Linked DNA regions of Zea mays: region 1 is linked to region 2. Evidence: chromatin contacts called from public Hi-C data. All regions are on one chromosome and are shown on one strand. Each heading gives the region's core, a stretch centred on a gene start, on an enhancer-like site or on the middle of the called end of the contact. The rest is flanking DNA. Distances are from core to core; before and after follow the strand shown. Region 1 holds the start of LOC100276016. Region 2 holds the start of LOC100275594.

What was found. Hi-C and Micro-C count contacts between places; a contact is called where the count stands out from the background.
Region 1: a contact with region 2 is called in a Hi-C map of leaf, with 5 times the contacts expected there. The contact joins the promoter of LOC100276016 here to the promoter of LOC100275594 in region 2. A contact is called at or near these places in 5 of 25 Hi-C or Micro-C datasets (ear, endosperm, leaf and 1 more).

Annotation. Positions count from the first base shown.
Region 1 is chr3:6,245,839-6,252,353 of Zm-B73-REFERENCE-NAM-5.0, reverse strand. LOC100276016 reads right to left here and starts at 5,166. Exons shown (of 2, transcript NM_001350157.1): 1 at 4,581-5,166; 2 at 1,838-2,742. The coding sequence starts at 5,067. The coding sequence ends at 1,892. It overlaps LOC100501160, which reads left to right. Exons shown (of 3, transcript NM_001195956.2): 2 at 1-847; 3 at 921-1,562. The coding sequence ends at 1,083.
Region 2 is chr3:6,107,014-6,113,203 of Zm-B73-REFERENCE-NAM-5.0, reverse strand. LOC100275594 reads left to right here and starts at 1,394. Exons shown (of 9, transcript NM_001149644.1): 1 at 1,394-2,033; 2 at 2,133-2,318; 3 at 2,805-2,914; 4 at 3,638-3,746; 5 at 4,054-4,209; 6 at 4,505-4,620; 7 at 4,768-4,934; 8 at 5,223-5,353; 9 at 5,449-5,864. The coding sequence starts at 1,440. The coding sequence ends at 5,556.

The sequences.
Region 1 (6,515 bases), core at 3,917-6,416, 140 kb before region 2:
CGCCGGACGAGCCAAAGGAAGAGGGCACCGAACTCGAGCCGGCCAGAAAGTCGACCTCCTCCTCGTCGTCGTCGTCCTCCTCCTCGTCCGCGTCGTCGGCTGATATCCCGTGCCACATCGATGTCGTCGAGCTCATCAACCCGTTGGCAGCGGCGCTGCCCGAGGACGAACACGGCGCGGTGGTCAAAACGGCCCACTCGGCGACGCTGGAGGACGAACGAGCCGCTCCCGCCGTACACAGCGCCGAGGCCAAGCCGGCGGACGGCGCGATGACGAAGGATGTACAGGCCGCTCCCGCCGTGCACAGCGCGGAGGCCAAGCCGGACGACTGGGTGACGTGGCCGGATCCACCGCCTCCGGCCGTCGACGACTCGTTCGCGTCGTCGGACGGCCGCGGCGCGGCGCGGCCGGAGGCGCCGAAGGTCCAGACGGTCTCGCCGACCAGCCTCGGAGCGGCGGGGTCCAACAACGGGTACGATCCGGGGAGGATCCCGGCGTCCGTCTTCCAGCACAGGACGTCGGTGTCGCAGGCCGACTGGAGCATGGCGTCGAACGAGTCGCTCTTCAGCATCCAGGGCGCCAGCGACCTCTACCCCGGCAGCAGGTCGCACTTCGACTTCTTCTACGACGAGGCCATGGCGGAGGCGGACTCCAGGCTGCCGTCCCTCGCGGAGGGGGCGGAGCCCGGGGACGCGCCCGAGTCCAAGGAGTTCGCGGCGGCGCCGCGCAGCGCGGAGCCAGCCGCCAGCACCGGGTGCGGCAACGACGCCAAGAGAGCCGCCGTGTTCCGGAGCCACGAGAGCGGCTCCGGAAGCAGCTCCAGCAACTTCTCCTTCGCCTTCCCAATGTACTGCACTGCACTGCACCGTGATGTCCATTGTTGATCTTGTCTTTGTCCGCGCAATGACCGTGCAATAAAGCAATCACCTGCATGCAGACTGGCGGAGACGTCGCCGAGGAAGAAGGACCTCGTCAACACCGCGCTGTACCAGCCGCTGGAGAAGGAGTGCGAACAGCCGCCGCCGTCGCCGCCGCCGCAGCAGCAGCAGCTCGAGCCCCCCGTGTCGGCCTTCATGGAGATGACGACGGAGGAGGAGCGGCGGAGCAGCGACACCGGGTGCTGCTGCTGCGGCTGCTGCTGGTTCGATTGCTCCTGGTGGTACCGGTGCCAGTGGTGGCGATGCGGCTGCTGCAGTTGCTCCTGCCCTAGCTTCTGCCGGTGCACCTGGTGCCTCTGCACGTGACGTGAGAGATCGAATTGGCGGGAGATCACTTTATTGGCCGGAACTCGATTTGCTTCGACAAGATTCAGAAGCCTTTTTTCTTGCCAAATGGGAAATTAGATGGGTAGGCACCGTCCCTTGAGATGTACTGTAGATCTTATTCGGCACCTCATGTTTGTGTTTTCGGAGAGGATTATTTGGCAGACAGGGTTTGGCATGTGCACATCAGCTGATACAGAGTATACAGTACAGTGTACAATCTTGAGAAGGAATACAAGTTCAAATGCATAACTTCGCTAGGTTGGTATAATGCTAACCTCACCTGATTAATGGTCGATTAATCTCCTTGCTGTTCCATGTACACGGGAAAAGAACGTCACAAGTCACAGCTAGAGTAGCAGGTAATAGCAAAATAATGCAGGTACAGTTTTCAACAAGTAAAATATTTAGACAACAAGAAATATAGTAATATAGAATGGACTAAACAGAGACAACCATACTTGCAGCGTACAATGCTAGTGCACAGTATGTCATCAAACAAAACCAGCTCCCAATCGTGTAGAAGGGGCTGCTATGTTAGCAAAACTACAAGTATCAGTCACACAGATAATTTCAGTTATGTAACCAATATGCCTACAAGTACGAATATGCATATATAGACAGTATTACTACTGCCAGGTACCCCACTGCCATCTGATCTCTGGGAAGTTCTGCATACAAATCGACATTGCATCTTGACGACGGACAGCATCAGCTGATTCAGCGTGGAAAAGCACAGTCACCTCACACAAAGGTGCACAGATCTCAAACAGGGGCATGAGATGGAAACAACTCCCTGATTGTGGGACATGAATTAGGAGCTTCTTCAGGCAACTTCCAAACTGGATATCTTTGTATTGGGCAAGACATAGTTTCAGTTCACGTGAAAATCTTGGGCCCAGCTTGACTTCACTAAAGCTGGCTAGCCGTCTTAGAAGATAATCCGGGTTAACTGCTTCAAGAAGTTCATATTGACTTGAAGACTCAGGTAGCTCGAGCTCCAATGTCCTGATAGCTTGATTGTCCATGAATGCTGGAAAAAGGGAACTAAAATCCAGTGATTCTATGCGAAGATTCGACAAACGCAGAAGGCCATCAACTCGGGCAGTTGCACCAAGTTTATCAATGGTGAGCTTTAGAGTAGACAAGGATGGAGTGTCCAAAATGAGTGTATCTGGTCTGATACATTTCAACTCCAGAAAAACCAAGTCTGGTGCATGGACAACCAAAGACCGTGGGACATTTGATACCTCCCAGCAGCAAGCCTTTAGTTGAAGAAGGTGGATCTTAGGGTCCTTGAGCCCTCCGACTCCTATAAGATTAAGGGTGTGAAGGCAAGGAAAACATTCATTCAATTGGTTGAGGTCTTCATCATCCAGTCTAATGAACTCAAGCGTCAGATAAGTCAGATTTGGCATTTTCTTGAGCCTGTCAACAGAAAGCCATGCATTTTTAAGGCACAACTTGACGAGATTTTGACCTGCGCAGAACCAGATCATTGCAGGCAAGATTAATCAGCAAGATACCTTAAACAGAGTATAATGGATGGCTTTTTCATCAAGAACATGGTAAATCTGTGCGTATATAACAAAATGCCACAAACGATTTACTTCCATAGAAAGAAATCATATCAAGTGATCAAGTCTTGGGCTCATCGCGGGTAAATTATATTGTTGCTAGAATGTTGTGCATTATCATTCCACAAATATTGCTTGTATTATCGTCCAATAACTTGATGCTACTTGAATACCAAAATTGTTGTTTGGTGGTGAAATTGTTGTTTGATGCTGATGGAATGATGAAATTGTTGTTTTGTGTTGAATGCAGAAATTGTAGTGGGTGGTTAGCAGGTATCCGTCGGGTAGCGGATACCTAGTGTGTACGGGTATGGGTATAGATACATACCCACGAGCGTTTATGGGTACGGATATCGATTGTGTTTTGTCTCGTGGATATGTATTCGCTAACCATATATCTGTGTCCTAACCGCCCGATTGTCATCCCTAATCAAGTCTTGGGCTCATCGTCTATGGCTATAACCACTCATGATCCCGTTTGTTTCAGCTTATTTGCTGATTCTGGCCACCAAAAGCTGTTGTGGACTGCCAAACGTCCATCTTTTCAGCCAGCTTCTATGAGAATCGGTTTGGTGAAAACCGTCGAAAATCAACGTGAACATATATAATAGGGTGAGTCATCGTGATAGTAGAAATCCGTCACTTTCTAGATCCTAAACCTAGTAAACCCTTTCATCTTCCTCCGTACGTAATCCCACGATACTCAGATTCTCCCTACAACCAGATTCTCATAAAAGCTCGTCAGAAAAAGCTAAAACAAACAGTCTCATATTTATCTAAACTTTCTTGGAATTTGCCACTCCCATGTCCGTATTCAGAATTTGCATACATTAACCGACATGTGGGCCCTGGACCAACATAACAATGAAGCATCAAACACCAAATACTGAATTTCCCCTATTTCTTCAAAGTGTACACTACACACTAAACAAGCTAGAGGGGTAATAGGTACATACATCAGTATAAACAATCAGAAGCTACATGAAAAGGAATAACAAAAGAACATCCAGTCAACCAATCTACAGAATCAGGTGCCATGTTCCAAGGCAAGAGCGTGACTAGGTTAGTCTATCCTCATTTTATTACCATTTTCAACCTAGAGACACTTCAGTTCCTTCAAACAGTACGCTGCAAAGTATTATATTCATCCAAAATAAGGTAAACTACAAACAAAAAATGAGTTGAATGGTGCTTACATGATGCACAAGTAGATTTAGTGAGAACATTAAAAGTTCACGACCTTGTCATGAGGGGCAGAGCCAATATTGCCACCACTTTGGATAATGGCATGGTCTCCAAAACATAACAAATTTATGCCTCCATGAAAGTACTTTCCAAGATAACTTGATGAATATGGTGAGTTTATAGATACTTCAAATGTTATTTATGATCAAAGTTTTCGACGTTTGAGCTTATTATTCTACAAAAACATTAGGAGGCTGTTGCGTTACACAACACCTAAATTATATCGATTAGGGGAAGTTCCCTATGAACAGGAGTACATGACCCCTCCTCCCCCTCTCACCACTGCTTGATATGATTTTGAACTAATCATCAAATGTCTACGGAGAGTTAGTGTGCCGGATATTCAGCTATATGTTTACATCAATCAAGCATGGCATAACCGAAGACAGACACACCAAACGAAAATGACACTCTCAGAGTGAAACCTTGCATGCAGTAGTATCTGTAGAACTCGCGTATAACCAGAGGTAATCTCCTTAAAAAAAAGCTCGCATACAGTAGTGTGAGATGAGGGGGAGCGCCTCGGCCTTCCGCCAGCACGCTTGCGGCCAGTAGTCGGCGATATCAAGCTCCCGGAGGACCGTTCCGGCGGAGGTCGTCGCCCAGGCCGCCACGGCCTCGCCGCAGGTGAGATGCAGGCCGTCGGCCTCATCGAACTCTCCCTCCTCCACCCACATCGCGTCATCGGGGGAACCCTGACCGCCGGCCGTGTCGAGCGACAGGGACCGGAGGTGAGGCCCGAGAAGCGAGGCGAGGTTTGCAGTGGTCGCGCGGAAAGCGGGGGAACCACCACCGCCCTCGCGCCGGCGGCGGGCGCGGTCGGCGGCGCAGAGGCGAACGCGGGGGCAGATGTAGGACGCGGCGAGAAGCGTCCGCGAGGCCAGGCGGCAAGCCGCGATGTCTCCGGCGTCAGCTACACGGCCCAGGACGTCGGCGAGGACCGCCGCCGGGAGGACGTCCAGGGGGTCGCCGGAGGCTGACATCTGGAGATGGATTCTGTGGATGTGGCGTGCGAGCAAGTGTCCGCACAACGGCGCAAGCGCAACCGGCTGAAACTGACAGAAGAAGCCCAGCCCAAGTCCATGTGGGAGTCGGGGACCTTCCTAGTTTGTAAGCCTTATTTTTCAAATGATTTTTATTTTTCTATAGAAAATTAATTTATTTTCTTTGTTAAAATGGAAATTCCTCGTGAAAGCGGAGTTTCTAAAGTAAACCTGAGGCTGTCTCCACATATGACAATGGCTACTCGAAAACGATAGGTAAAAACACTAGTAAATGCTAGTTTGGAAATTCTATTTTTTTTCAAAAGACTTTTATTTTCCCAGGAGAAAATAAACTAATTTTACTTGGGAAAATAAAGTTCTCAAACTAACCCTAAAACATGGGTATAACAAATTTTGGTATTCATGAATATTTTATTAGGTTATTTGGTATACCTATCAAGTATGGTGAAAGTGTGTATGCTCTCTTTTGTCTCATATCCGCTAGTGAATCCAGATTAAGGTGTTTCATATAAAATGAAGCTTCATAGATGAATCTACTATTGACCAACCTGAAATATTTTGGAGCTGCCTAGGTGGTAATTTTGAGCTCACATCGTGTATACTATGTATGTTTAAATAGAAAATTACTAATTTTACTGCTATACTGAAGCTTTTACTTTGAGAGCAATACTGAAACTGTAAGAGAAGGATGCATTTAAGCTCAAATAGCTTACAGGTCTTATATATTTAAACATTAAGTATTGTGTATTGAATAATTAGATAACTATCCTAATGTTTTATGTTGTCGTTGAAAACTCTCTTTTGGTCCAAAAGTTTTGTACTATCAATGTTATATTTTGTGTGATTTTTATGACATGATATTACCATTTAATGTTGAATGTTGTTGAACTTGTGATAAAATTATTGTCGGGTATCGTAATTAAGGGTACCTGTATCATGTCCATAAACACACTTAACCATGAGGTTTCCATCTGCCACATTCCCCGAGAACAATAAGGTATAAACCATGATTCGCCCAAGGCCCCTCTCGCCGGTCACCCATAACTTCACCTCGCACGAGCCTGCCCTTGGACAAGATACGTACTCAGGAGAATCCTCGTCCCGGTTGAGGCCCCTTCTCCCCAGAACTACCGTCTCCACCTCGCCTGAGCCCGTCTTGGGCAAGGAAGACAACCCCGAGGCAGGTCTCAGCCAAAGGCCGCAGGAGACATAAGCATTCAATGTGCATACCTACCCACGTAGTGTCACAGGCGAACAGGAGCGACAAGACCGCGGTCCCGTCGGACTTCACCAACTACGATGGCGTATGTCTGAGTACAGCGGCCACTGTTTCCCCATGCTACCTGCCAAATCCTAATGGGACACGCATACGACAAAAGTGTGGGCTCGTCCTCGGGCGCAAACTCCACCTCGCCTGAAGACAGCCT
Region 2 (6,190 bases), core at 145-2,644:
AATGATATGAGTACCCGTAGGTTAAATCCAACAAAAGACAAGCCTTAAACTATACTGTCCATTTTAACATTTTTGCCAAATGTAATATGGACACAATGTAGAATACTTTATATTTCAGTATAAATTTTAAAAGCCGTGAGATAAATAGAGTCTACAATGCTCTGCAATCAGCCCATTTTGGTATTTCGAGTGGTTTTTGGGCCTCAAATTACCCGTTTTAACATTTTTTGCCAAATGCAATATGAATACCATGTATCTCTAGTATTTTAAAGAAGAAATAGTTTCATGTTTGATACGTAACGCGCAAAACGCGCATGCCACCCACTTCTCGCATACCAATAGATTGTTACACTACGTATTATTGATGGACGGACCGTGAAAAGCCACTTAAAACTAACACAACAGATAAAAGCCACACATAAAACATCGCTCGCACATAATACTACCTCATTAGTTGAAGAAGAACGAGTAACCAAGTTAGCTATATAAAAAAAGGGCGAGCTTTTTTTCGCTGATACCTTTCTCGACCTTGTGACTAAGATAAAATAAAATATTTATTTTTATCGATTTAGTATCTGATATGTGGATCATATGTTTACTTTAATATTAAATTTATTTTTATAGATATCAAATATAATTGTGTACTGTTATAACGCACGAACTTTGAACTAAGTAATACTTTATATTTTAGCATAAAATTTGAAAGTCGTGAGATAGATAGATGTCCTATTTGTTTCAGCTTTTGGCCACCGGAAGCTGCTGCAGATTACCAAGAGCCTAGCTTTTCAGTCTGATTTAACGAGAACTGTTTTGGTGAAAACGTTCAAAATCAATTTCAATATGAAATCAGTCGAGTCGTCGTGATAGTAGAAATATATCACTTTCTAGATCTTAAACCTTACGAACCATTTCGTCTTTCTTCTCATATAATCAACGCGACACTTAGATTCTCTCTGTATAGCCAAAAGCTCATCAGATATTCGAGGCCTAGAGTCTACAATCCTCTGCAATCAGCCCTTTTTGTATGAGAACATATCTGGTACACATATTAAATCATCATCAATCATTTTATATCTAATGTCTTTAGTTGTTTGATATATTTTGCTAAGAACACCCTCCAACGTGGCGGAGTGTAGTGATGGAAAGTGTTATTTATAAATTACAATAATTAACTAGAGACGTTAGATATAAGATGAGTGATGATGATTTAATATATGCACTGTATACACTAAACTTTTATATGCACAAGATATATATCCTCTTTTGGTATTTCAGTGGTTTTCCGGGCCTCGAACTGTCCAACTGATTGAAGGTGCGGGGCCACTTGTGCGCCACTGCCGTTGCCTTCTATCCGGCGCCATCTCCACCGTCCACTGCCCCATCCGCAGTTCCACACCACACTACGCCGCCGCAGCCAGGCAGACAGAGGCAGCCCCCTCATGGCTGCCCACGCCGTCACCCCGCTCACCATCTGCTGCCTCCGCCGCGGCGTTCCCCTCAACCACAGCCGCCGCCTCCTCGCCGTAGCCGCCGCAGCGCCAGAATCGCCCGCGCCTACCCCCGCGCCATCCCAGTTGCCGCTTCCCCCGGTTCCTCCTCGCAAGGGCTACTTCCCGAAGCGTGGCGAGACAGTCGAGCTCACCTGCGAGGCGCTCGCCTTTAAGGGCAAGGGCGTCTGCAAGGTCGCGGGCTCCACGTTCGTCCTGCTCTGCGATGGTGCGCTCCCTGGCGAGCGCCTCATCGCCCGCGTCCGCCGCCTCCGCCGTGGCGCCTTTGCCGAGGCCGCCAAGCTCAGGACCCTCGAGCCACACCACGACGCCATCGAGGCGCCCTGCCCCCTCGCCGCTGACTGCGGCGGCTGCAAGACCCAGTCTCTCGCGTACGCCGCGCAGATCCGCCACAAGCATCACCAGGTTCGCGACTTGCTCGTGAACTTTGGCAAGTTTGATCCCAAGCGCCTGGAGAGCTCGGAGCCGGATGATATCCTCAAACCCACCGTGCAGTGTGACGAGATATTCCGGTACAGGAACAAAGTGAGGTTTAACTGTGGGGTTTATGGTCGGTTGGTTTTGGCGTTTTGAATGGTAATAAAGTAATAATGTTCACGTCATCTTGTGTTTTCGTTGTTGCAGATGGAGTTCTCGTTTGGGACGAAGAGATGGGTGCAAAAAGAGTTGAAGGACAAGGGTGAGGAGGTGGAGGTGAAGCAGGAAACGAATGAAACTGATGGATATGCGCTTGGACTGCACGCACCAGGGTTCTTCGACAAGGTGCTACATGTGCAGAAATGTTTTCTGCAGAGTGAGCCAGCAGATAAGGTGACGAATTGGTTAATTGTGATGTATGAGATTTGCTTTATTAGAAAAATGATGACATGTTCAGGTGTAGTCTTGTGAATTTCGGTAACATTCCGTAGGATAGTTGTCTGAACAGGGTTGCTCAGACAGTGTCTACAATTGACATAATTAACGGGGTTTTGCTTATGTGCAGAGAAATATGTATTGCACTCTAATTGATAATCTGTTAGGAGGGTTTTGCTTATGTGCAGAGACATATTGTTTATAGCTGGTTGTTGTACTCTAATCTTTCTGATCTAGAAGTGTGGAACCATATGGATTGGAGGTAATGTCAAAGCTGTGCTGTTTACTAAACAGCATTGCGTTGCTTATGTTAATGAGGTTGATTGATTGTTGCTTGTTGATCATGTTATTTAATTGTTGATTGGTGGGTGAATAGCACGTAGCTTTTTTATTGGTCGATTAACAATATGGGATGCTGAATTAATTAGCTGCTAATGTCTATAGGTTCTTGCAGTTGTTCAAGAAACCTGGATGGATCCTGCCATAGGCCTCACACCTTATGATGTCCATAAGCATGTTGGGTTTCTCAAGCATCTGATGATAAGAACTGGAAGGTATGGTATTCCATCTTGTGTTTTTCACATGTTCTACAGTGATGTATATCTCATTTTGCTGGTTGAAACCTTAATATAGTTTACTGTATTTTTATTTTTTGTCTTAGAGTTACATGTCTGACACCTTTTATTGCACACATGCCATTTTTATGCATAGTAAATTGTAAGTGCTAGAATTTAACTAAAAAATGTCTATACAAGACTCACTCCATTAAACAAATATCACATTATAAGTTGAATTCAGAATATGTGCTTTTATGATGCTCCCATGCTTCCATTGTCAACTCTGTTTCAAAAGGCGATGCCTAGGTTCTAGGCGATGTGGCACTATAACCACCTTTTTTTTAACCATGGCATCACTCTACCCACATTTGAAATTACAACCACACAGTCTCACCTTGCTGCAAGGTGGAGCTTAATCGACTGACTATCACCTGACACCTAGCGCTTTGTAAAACATTGATCACTGAGACAATGGGATTTCATATTTAAACAGTTAATCAAGCTGTGTTTTTGCTTTGTTAGCTGCTTGATCATATATATATTACTATCTAGGAAGATGTTCTGGCTACATTTTTTCTTTTAAAACTCAAGTAATGTTGATAAGGGAATAACAGATGTCAGTATTTCCATGTAAACTACCATTGTTTCTTTTGTTGTCCACTGAGCAAATCATTTTGTGTGATGAGTTTCTTTAAAGATTCCACTTTATTTTCCCCCCAGAAACATCAGCACTGGAACTCCAGAAGTAATGGTCAATTTTGTGACGTCATGTTATAAGCCAGATGTATTGATGCCTCTTGTTGATAAAATCACAAAAATACCTGAAGTGGTATGTGATTGGTGCCCTTTTGTTCTGAACTATGATAATGATGAAATATTCTTAAGCTACTCGCTTTTGTGATGATAGCTATTATAATCGACAAACAGCTCTTTATGTAAGGACTGTTCTAGTTTTTGTGCCAATTAAAGGTGTGTTTGGAAGTGAGTGATTGATCTAGGTGTTTTTAAGATTTAGTTCAAGTTTGTAGCTAATCTTAGGGATTTGAATTTTGAAACTACCTTCCCAAACATGCTTTAAATATTTTGGTTTCCAGTTTTGGGGCTCCAGTATTGATATTTCTATACTGTTAATGTAGGTTAGTGTCATAAATAATGTGAACTCGTCTGTTGGTAATTCATCTGTGGGTGAACAAGAATATACTTTGTACGGGAAGCCAAACATTACAGAAATGTTGAGAGGACTTGCGTTCCAGATATCTGCCAACTCCTTTTTTCAGACTAATACAAAACAGGTTTGTTTTTGTTGAATGATGAATGGAGATTTTATTGCATTTTTGTTTTGACCACTGCACCCTTCCATCATGGTGTTTCTCTCCAACTCCAATCATCCTGTGGTTTCCCCCATCTTCTGTAGGGTGAATGAAAGGAGCTAAAGAAAGCATAAGTTAAATATGACTGTATAAGCAGATAAATGAGCTTGTATGCTTGTATAGATGAGAAAGACCAGTAAATGGAAAAAATGAACTTTGAAATGATGTCCCTTCCTGGTGTTTAATGATCTGAGCCCTCTCCTTTGACTTCTTGCAGGCTGATGTTCTTTACAAGCTTATTGAAGATTCTGCTGGGCTTAAAGGAGATGGCTCTGAAATTGTTCTTGATCTGTTTTGTGGAACTGGAACCATTGGTTTGACCTTTGCCCGAAGGTAGTTTTTTTTCAGGTGTACATATTCCGTGAGACAGATATTTCTGGTTGTGAGAGTATAATTGCTTTCTTGGTTAACATAAACCCATTTTCTATTACAATATTTTATGGCAACCATTTTTAGTAAACACTTTTCTGCTTGGCTCAGGGCAAAGCACATTTATGGATATGAAGTTGTCCCTGAAGCCATTGAAGATGCGCGAAAGAATGCCAAGTTGAACGGTATCAACAATGCAACATTTGTTCAAGGGGACCTCAATAAAATCAATGAATCATTCGGGAAGGAATTTCCAAAGCCTGACATAATCATCTCAGGTTGTATTGGTTTTTATACTGATACTATTCTTTGGCATTCAAATTTTAGTTATGCCATGATGTTCCCTGGAAATTTGTTTGACAACAACAGTTCTTTCTAAATCTGCCTTAATTTAGTGTTTTCATTAGCTACATACAGGCAACAACAGCTTTGGTAGGCAGCTTGATGAGCGTTACCTTATATACAACAAATATGACCTGAAGTTTTAAATTTTATGAAGCTATATACTGGATCAGTTGTAATTCTAGTCTGCTTCGTAACCCAACTGACAAAAATGAACTGTACAGATCCTAATCGCCCTGGGATGCACATGAAGTTAATCAAGTGGCTGTTAGAAGTTAAAGCTCCTCGAATAGTGTATGTCTCATGTAATCCAGCTACTTGTGCTCGGGATTTGGACTACCTATGTCATGGCGTGGTATGCTTTGTCCTACTATTGGCACTTAACCCATACCTTTTGATATTTTAGTTCTCTTGTGATAATTAGTTGGTGCTTCAATAATTTGACTGCAGGAGGAGAAAGATTTGAGAGGATTCTATGAACTGAAGAGTGTAATTCCTGTGGATATGTTTCCTCATACTCCTCATATTGAGTGTGTATGCTTATTGGAGCTGCGTTGATTTTCAGTTTTGGTCAGGTAAACCCACTGGAGCCTTGTTTGGGTGACGAGTATTCACCTCAATCCATATAAGGCATTGTTCGGCACTCTAGTATTTAATACATATTGGGATCCAATACATGGTGGGATTGAGTGAATCCATCCCATGTCACTTAAACCATGTGTGTTTCAATTACAGCTGAGATTTAATACATGGCTAATTTTCCATTGTTTAGTTACACCACATGGATACATTAATTTGTTGCATGTATTTAAAAACATCAGTGTCCATCATATTAGGTCTCTGAAGCGGATGAAATTTGAAGCATCAAAATCAGAAGTTGGCCACTCATTTGTCTCTTATTACATTACATTGGAGTGTGTGCATTTAGATAAGAACAAACCAAAGGGAGAGAGCTATTTTTTCATTTGAACAACATAACATACTGACTATCCAACAAGCAATTCAGACGACTCCACCTGCAAGGAAATGCAAGTATTAAACGCTAGAATTTCTCCACGCATATTAATAATTTCATATCAAACATAAACATGCTAGACCATATTGGTATTTTCGAGTTAAATCACATATTTGCTCATAGCCCAAGATTGGTAGGGAAATGACAAACATGCCTAATAATCTAAAAAGAAAGCAG